Regions from separate parts of the Zea mays genome. Here region 1 is linked to region 2. A link is a contact called in public Hi-C data. All regions are on one chromosome and are shown on one strand. The core of a region is the stretch at or near the end of the contact, and the rest is flanking DNA. Distances in the headings are between cores, read along the strand shown.

What was found. Hi-C and Micro-C count contacts between places; a contact is called where the count stands out from the background.
Region 1: a contact with region 2 is called in a Hi-C map of ear, with 3 times the contacts expected there. The contact joins the promoter of LOC109939178 here to the promoter of LOC100382458 in region 2. A contact is called at or near these places in 3 of 25 Hi-C or Micro-C datasets (bundle sheath, ear and endosperm).

The regions. Positions count from the first base shown.
Region 1 is chr4:187,224,717-187,228,015 of Zm-B73-REFERENCE-NAM-5.0, reverse strand. LOC109939178 (expansin-A5) reads left to right here and starts at 1,893. Exons shown (of 2, transcript XM_020552755.3): 1 at 1,893-2,179; 2 at 2,290-3,299. The coding sequence starts at 1,981. The coding sequence ends at 3,059.
Region 2 is chr4:186,803,768-186,807,176 of Zm-B73-REFERENCE-NAM-5.0, reverse strand. It overlaps LOC100382458 (F-box/kelch-repeat protein SKIP11), which reads right to left and starts at 1,618. Exons shown (of 2, transcript NM_001175199.1): 1 at 1,248-1,618.

The sequences.
Region 1 (3,299 bases), core at 644-3,143, 420 kb before region 2:
AGTATTATCAAATACCATAGTATTGTTTCAAAACTGCAAAAATACCTCAGTTTTCATCTCTTTTCTCTACATATCTCGGTTTTGAGCAATACTATGGTTTTACTGTGGTAAAGTAATATCGTGGTATTTGTGTTATGTACAATTGTAAACTGTGGTATCTCAAACCTATAGTATTTCAAAACTGCATTTCCAAACAGGCTCTAAGATGATATACCTAGCTATGTTTTTAAGACAATTATATATCTAGGTTTTGAGGTTTCAAAGGATTTTAGTGTTTGCCCTCTCAGCTTGTCCGTTGCTTGAGGGATAGTGCGGTGAGGCAAAGCATAGTTTAATATAACCTGGTTAGGAGTTTCCTCTCTTTTCCTTATGGAGGGAGCTTTGGAGTAGTTGTTGGAGGGCAATTTCACCCCCAAAGCTCCCCTTCGTGGGATGGGGGAGGCACTAGAGAAGGCCTAAGGTGGTTCGATTGGTATTGCTAGGGCCATTAGGGTACTTGCGGTGTTGGGGTAGCAGTAGGCTCAGGGTGGTCCTAGTTTGTCTCCTATTAGAGTTGAAGTTTGTGTTGATGCAGTGTAGACAACCCATCTGTTATTTTCATGTGCCCAAGGAAAGTGCTTCTGTGTGTTCGCTAGGGCCCATGAGGCATAAATATATCTATGTGAGAATAGCGTCTATCAGTCATTGATTCTAAACAGTTCAAAACTATTTTTTTAGTAATCATCTAAATGTTAGCTGTAGCTAATGAATAGCTGATAATGGAAGAGTGAAGAGCTGGGTAAAGATCTTGCAGAAACGATCTGAAGATTTTTTAGATGTGGAAAGAGTGATCTGAGAGTTTTTTGGCCTTTATGTTTTTTTGTGTGTGCTGGTGATCTAGTAGCCAGCATTTTATGGACCTTTGGTACTGCCGTACTGGTCTGAGTTTGAGGTGGATTGTTCATGTAGTTTCTCTTGTCGTATGTTGATAGATCTCTTTTCAAGCTATGTGGTTGCTTGTGTTGTAATTAGGCCTGGACGTTTGGTATTACTCGGTACTTCAGTTCCCATAGGAATTCGGTTCCTTCCAAAGTTAGTTATGAAGTAGCAGCGTGACGGGTACACAGAACTATATCAATATGTCACGCCCTTTGGAATGCATGAATTTCAGAATAATTATATAGGAATCAGTTCATCAGAAAAAAAAACACGGAAAACTGAAAAATTCTGCAATCCAAAAAAGACCCTAAACTTATTGATTTCAACGATTTATTATCCCTATTTGTAATCTTATATGTAAATCCGGAAAGCTATTATCATCGTCACCTTTTCTTTTACTTGGACAGTACCTCGTAACAAGATTGATCTGTAAATTCGGCTTCAGTATTTATCAAAAAAAATATTGAACTGATCACATAGACATGTAACAGTAGGTTCAAAAATCCAATTTTAACTTAATTTTAATATGATTTCATAGTGAATAATAGTGCCAAATACATAGTAGTACAGGAGAATTCGCTGGAGCAATAGAACGGTGGACCACCGTCAGTCACCACCCCGCGCGGCCATGTTCAACTTCCAAAGCTGCCGCACAGCACCGTCACCGCGCCGGTGTCCTCTGCGGCGCCCACCTTTTTTTCCCCGTCCTCTCCCGCCCGCCACGCCTCCCAAGGTGCCCGCCAGAAAACCCGTGTCCCTACGTGGTAGCTCAGCGACTTTTCCAGAGCACGGCGTGGCCCACCATGCCACGGCGCCGCGCGCCCCAGGCCCCAGCCCAGCCCCACAGCCGCCAACCACCGTCCATCCCCGTCCCGCCCACGCCCTGCGCGGCCCGGCACCACGCCCACGCGCACCGCGCGCGGCGGTTTGAAACCCATCCGCCGCCCCCCTCTATTTATCCCGACACACAGCCCCACCCCACCCCACATCTCCTCACTTCACACCACTCCCGCCATTGTCCTGCGCCTTTCTGCACCGCCACACACACCCCGCTCCAATCCAATGGCGCCTCGCCAAGCCGTCCTCGCGGTCGTGGTCCTCGCCGCGCTGCTCCCGTTCGCCCTCTCTCGCGGGCTGCGGCTTGGCCACCACCGCGCCCAGCCGCACCCGAGGCCGCACGGCCACGCACCGCTCGGAGGTGGCGCGTGGTCCTCGGCTCACGCCACCTTCTACGGCGGCGGCGATGCGTCCGGCACCATGGGTACGTGAGCGACCCCCATTCTCAAACATTTCGCGGTTCTCGTAGGTTTCAGTACCCTGCCGAGATGCCTTGGACTGAATTTCGCATCTGAACGCGGCGCGTCCATGCAGGCGGGGCGTGTGGGTACGGCAACCTCTACAGCCAGGGGTACGGCACCAACACGGCGGCGCTGAGCACGGCGCTCTTCAACAACGGCCTCAGCTGCGGCGCCTGCTTCGAGGTGCGGTGCGACGCGGCGGGGGGCGGCGGCCGCTCGTGTCTGCCGGGCTCCGTCGTGGTGACGGCCACCAACTTCTGCCCGCCCAACAACGCGCTCCCGTCCGACGACGGCGGCTGGTGCAACCCGCCGCGCGCCCACTTCGACATGTCGCAGCCCGTGTTCCAGCGCATCGCGCTCTACAGGGCTGGCATTGTCCCCGTCTCCTACCGCAGGTCCGTGCTCCGTGGTTGTTTATTTTGCCCGTGTATAGCAAAACAAGAAGGGAAAGGAACTCGAGCAGATCTGAGAGCCGCGCTTGTTTGTTTGTTTGTTTGTTTGTTTGTTTGTTTCCTATCCTACGTGCTGTGCAGGGTCGCGTGCAACAAGAAGGGCGGCATCCGGTTCACCATCAACGGCCACTCCTACTTCAACCTGGTGCTGGTGACCAACGTGGGCGGCGCCGGCGACGTGCACGCGGTGGCCGTGAAGGGCGACCGTTCCGCGGGGTGGCAGGCCCTGTCGCGCAACTGGGGCCAGAACTGGCAGAGCAACACGCTCCTGGACGGGCAGGCCCTCTCCTTCCGCGTCACCACCAGCGACGGCCGCTCCGTGGTCTCCAGCAACGCTGCCCCGCGCGGCTGGGGCTTCGGCCAGACCTTCAGCGGGGCCCAGTTCAACTGAACACCCTCCATCGTTCCCGCAGCGTCGTCTCGTCCGTCGTCGACGCGGTGCCACAAGTAGTAGTTTTCCGTTGGTCGTGGTAGAGTCGTCCACCCTCACTCGGAGCTTGCCGAGAGGCGCCATGGTTTTATGAATGGTGCATCTCGCTTTGGATCTGGGGAATTACCAGTAGTTTAGGCCTAGTATTAGCGCGGGTTTTGTCGTGCTGGTGTTAGCCTGGTTGGTGTGGTAGCGTTTTGC
Region 2 (3,409 bases), core at 369-2,868:
TAAGTGGTGCACAATTAAAATTCTGGAAAGATCTCTTTGAACCAAAAGCAAAAATCTCAACCAAATAAACGTAGAAACAGAAACAAAAGTAAGATTTCTCTAGAAACTTAAAAAAACAATTATAAGCAAATAAATTAAGTTTAGGTAACAGATAGCATATCTATGTAGGGTTCAGTCTGGTGTACAGAAGCACTGGTCCTTTTCCCATCCCCTTCTCATTACATACAGTACCATCTGTGTCATTACATGTTCATTACATATTGTGCTTGTTACTACTATGCAATTCAAACTAATGAAAAGTTACCTGATTTATACAGGAGTATTACATAGTCCCAGATTGTGCATCTAGTAGTTTATATTGACAAAAGAAAGGTGCCAATATCTTCACCGCTCAATTAAGGACCTTTTCCTTTTCCACTCCATTACTTTATCAGCCTAATTTGGCTTATTAGCAATTAAGTAGCTATATTCCGTTTTGGTACGACTAAAGCATAAACCAAAAGGTATCTCCTTGAAGGGTAATCTTCATAGACGACAAAGGAAAACCTGGGGCGGCCTTGGCATGGAGCATGAGGATTCAGTAAAAACTGCGAATTATCCTATGTTTAGGAATAAATGTGCTCCCGCAGCTTGGCAAGGCGTCAACATCAACTGAGGCGATCCTACACGCACGGCAGAAGAGAAACTGAAACGGGACTAGTAAACCAGAACCATGGATGGACGGATACTCCACTGTGAAGCAAGCAATGTAATCCAATAGTACTAATCAAGAATAAGGACGATATGGGTTCCCTTGCTCACATCGCACAATAGATCTCCTAGAACAAAAGCCCGCTCCAGGAAAATTCCTCCAAGCAAGTAGGGATCCTTAACAAGGAAAGAAACCTATCAAGTCTGGATGAATCTCCTATTCCACGCCGTCATGGCATACCAGATAAGGGAGGGGAGGCGCCGGTAGCATCAGCAACCACAGCGAGGGTAGAGTGCTCGAGGTGGTTGGCGTGCTTCGGTGGCACGGATACTGGACGCCGATTCGGCGCCGGCGTACACCGGCGATGAAGAGGGCGACGAGTGAACAGTTACTGAGCCAGATTTGACACATGACAGTTTCACAAAGCCAGAACCGGACCTTAGCTTCTTGATTCGGTTGGTGGATTATGGTGGTATCATCTCCTGAATTTGCCCCCGTTCCCAATCCCTCTACCGCCCATGCTATTTCCAGCAGGTTAGCCAGAAATCGCACGCACCTCAAGGCTCAAGTCATGCTCAGTCCGCACGGCGACAAGGCGCGCCGCCCTCGCCTTGTTCCCGCACCGCCGCCGGCGTGTGCCGCCGACACGGCGCCACTCGCGGACAGCGAGGCGAGGCCGGTCGAAAAGAGCAGGGCGACGAAGAGACAGCGCGCCTGCGGGGGGGGTCACGTCGACCGACCGCCCAGACCCCTCGCCGGCGGCCGGCCCAGGCAAGGGCGCGCGTGCGGGCACTCCGGCGGGATCAGGGCAGTGTGGGCCTGAGCAGAGGTGGGGCGCAGCGGCGAGGAGGCACAGTTATGTGGGACGCGACAAGGAGGGAGAGGAGGCTCGCTCGTCCCAGCCGGAGCAGGGGCGGCAGCAGCAAGCGGATGCGGAGATGGGAGCGCAGTAATGCGGGGGGTGTGGAGTTTATGGGGGAACGGGAACGGGGACGGCAAAGACAAAAGCACATGAGGGAACGGGGTATCGCATCGGGGCGGAAGGGCGGGGCGCTGCCGTTGCGTTTTGACGCGGCGGCGCGCGTTGTTTCCTCCGCTTGGCTTGGACGGTCAGCCACGCACATTTTGCACGAATTTTTCGGCGCCGCCTCCGCCCGCTGGCATGGCATGATGGCAATTGGCGTGGCGACCCAGTTAACCGCATCTATCTAGGACTCTACTAGTAGTAACTGCCTTCTTTCCATCAGTCTTCTGGCAGCTAAACACAGATTAATGCAGTTCCTTTAATTAGTTCATAGTAGACGGAATTGAAAGAAACTCGCTGCCAAAATTTTAAATGTTAGAATTTAAAATGCCGTTTGTTCGGGTCGGCGTCACGTGGACGCGGGTAATCACAGGGGGCGGGGTGGGCGTTGATATATTTCGGTTTGACGTCGCTTTTGAATCATTAGCTAGCTTAGGCGTATATTGTTACAACTTTTATATATTATCATTATTATATATATACCTTACTTAAATAAGATATTTATTCAAACATTATTAAATTATTTTTATTTTTAAAGTATTAGTATATGTATATACATATGTATAATATCTATCCTGGATATGATTCTATATATTATAGAAGTAGATCTTTTTAAATGAGATATTTATTCAAACATAATTATATATACCAATAAGGGTTGATCAGATGTTTCACCACACAACCTGCAAACATTTAACGATGATGAAGCAAACACACACACAGCATTGTGGGTAAACGGGTAACCGGTGTACAAGGAGACCGGGTTTTAAACCTAAGCAAACAGGTTGGTAGCACCAAAGAAGTAGCTACAGGTGTTGCACTAAAATAAATCCTCGCATCACTGAGCGTCGTGTTAGTAGTTCCGACCAAACAAGCAGAGCATGGCAGGATGATTGAGGTTCGTTTCCGCTGGGCCCCCAGATTGCTGGGACAGCGGCAAGCTGCCCACCCTCGACATGCACAACAAGCGAAGGGGAGAGGGGAGATCCCGCGAGATAGGATAGGACACGGTTGTAGAACAGCAACAACAACAACAACATCATCAATCCACACGCAGAGGCTAGGGATTGCTTCGTTACCAGGAACCGACGGAAGCCGTGGGAGGTACGCTGTTGATCTCCGCCCCGCGGCGGCCCAGGAGCGCACTGGGGCGGGCAGGCGGACGGGCGAGGCGAGGCGCACCTTCGGCCCGGCGGCTCGTTGATTCTCGCTCGCCGGCGGCTCGTTGATTCTCGCACCTTCGGTGGCGCCTCGACTCGGCTCTTTTGCCCTATACTCGTGTGTGCAGTCTGAAGCTGAAGCGCGGTGGGGAGTGGGAGGGGCGCGGGCGGCGGCGACTGGGCGAGGGCTCGGCTCGTTCGAGGAGGTCGGCTGCTGCTTGTGCTATGGTGCTTGCGGCCGCTTCTCTCGCGAGTCGCGCGCGTCCTCTTTGGCAGGCGAGGGCGCTTGCTTCTTTCTTCCCGCGGGACGCACGGCGGCACAGGGCAGGCAGGCTCACGCACGAGCGCGCGGGGCAGGCGCCGACGTACAAACGATTGTTCCCACTTTATAGTAGTAGTAGTCCGGATCGATAGTCCCCGTGTCGGATTTGACTTCGCCTTGTTTTCTCGTGCTGTAAAACTCTACTAGCTCTGACAGCTCTGTAGCTTTGCCTCGGCCAGTGGCTGCCTGCTGCTGCTGCGGCGGCTGCTGCC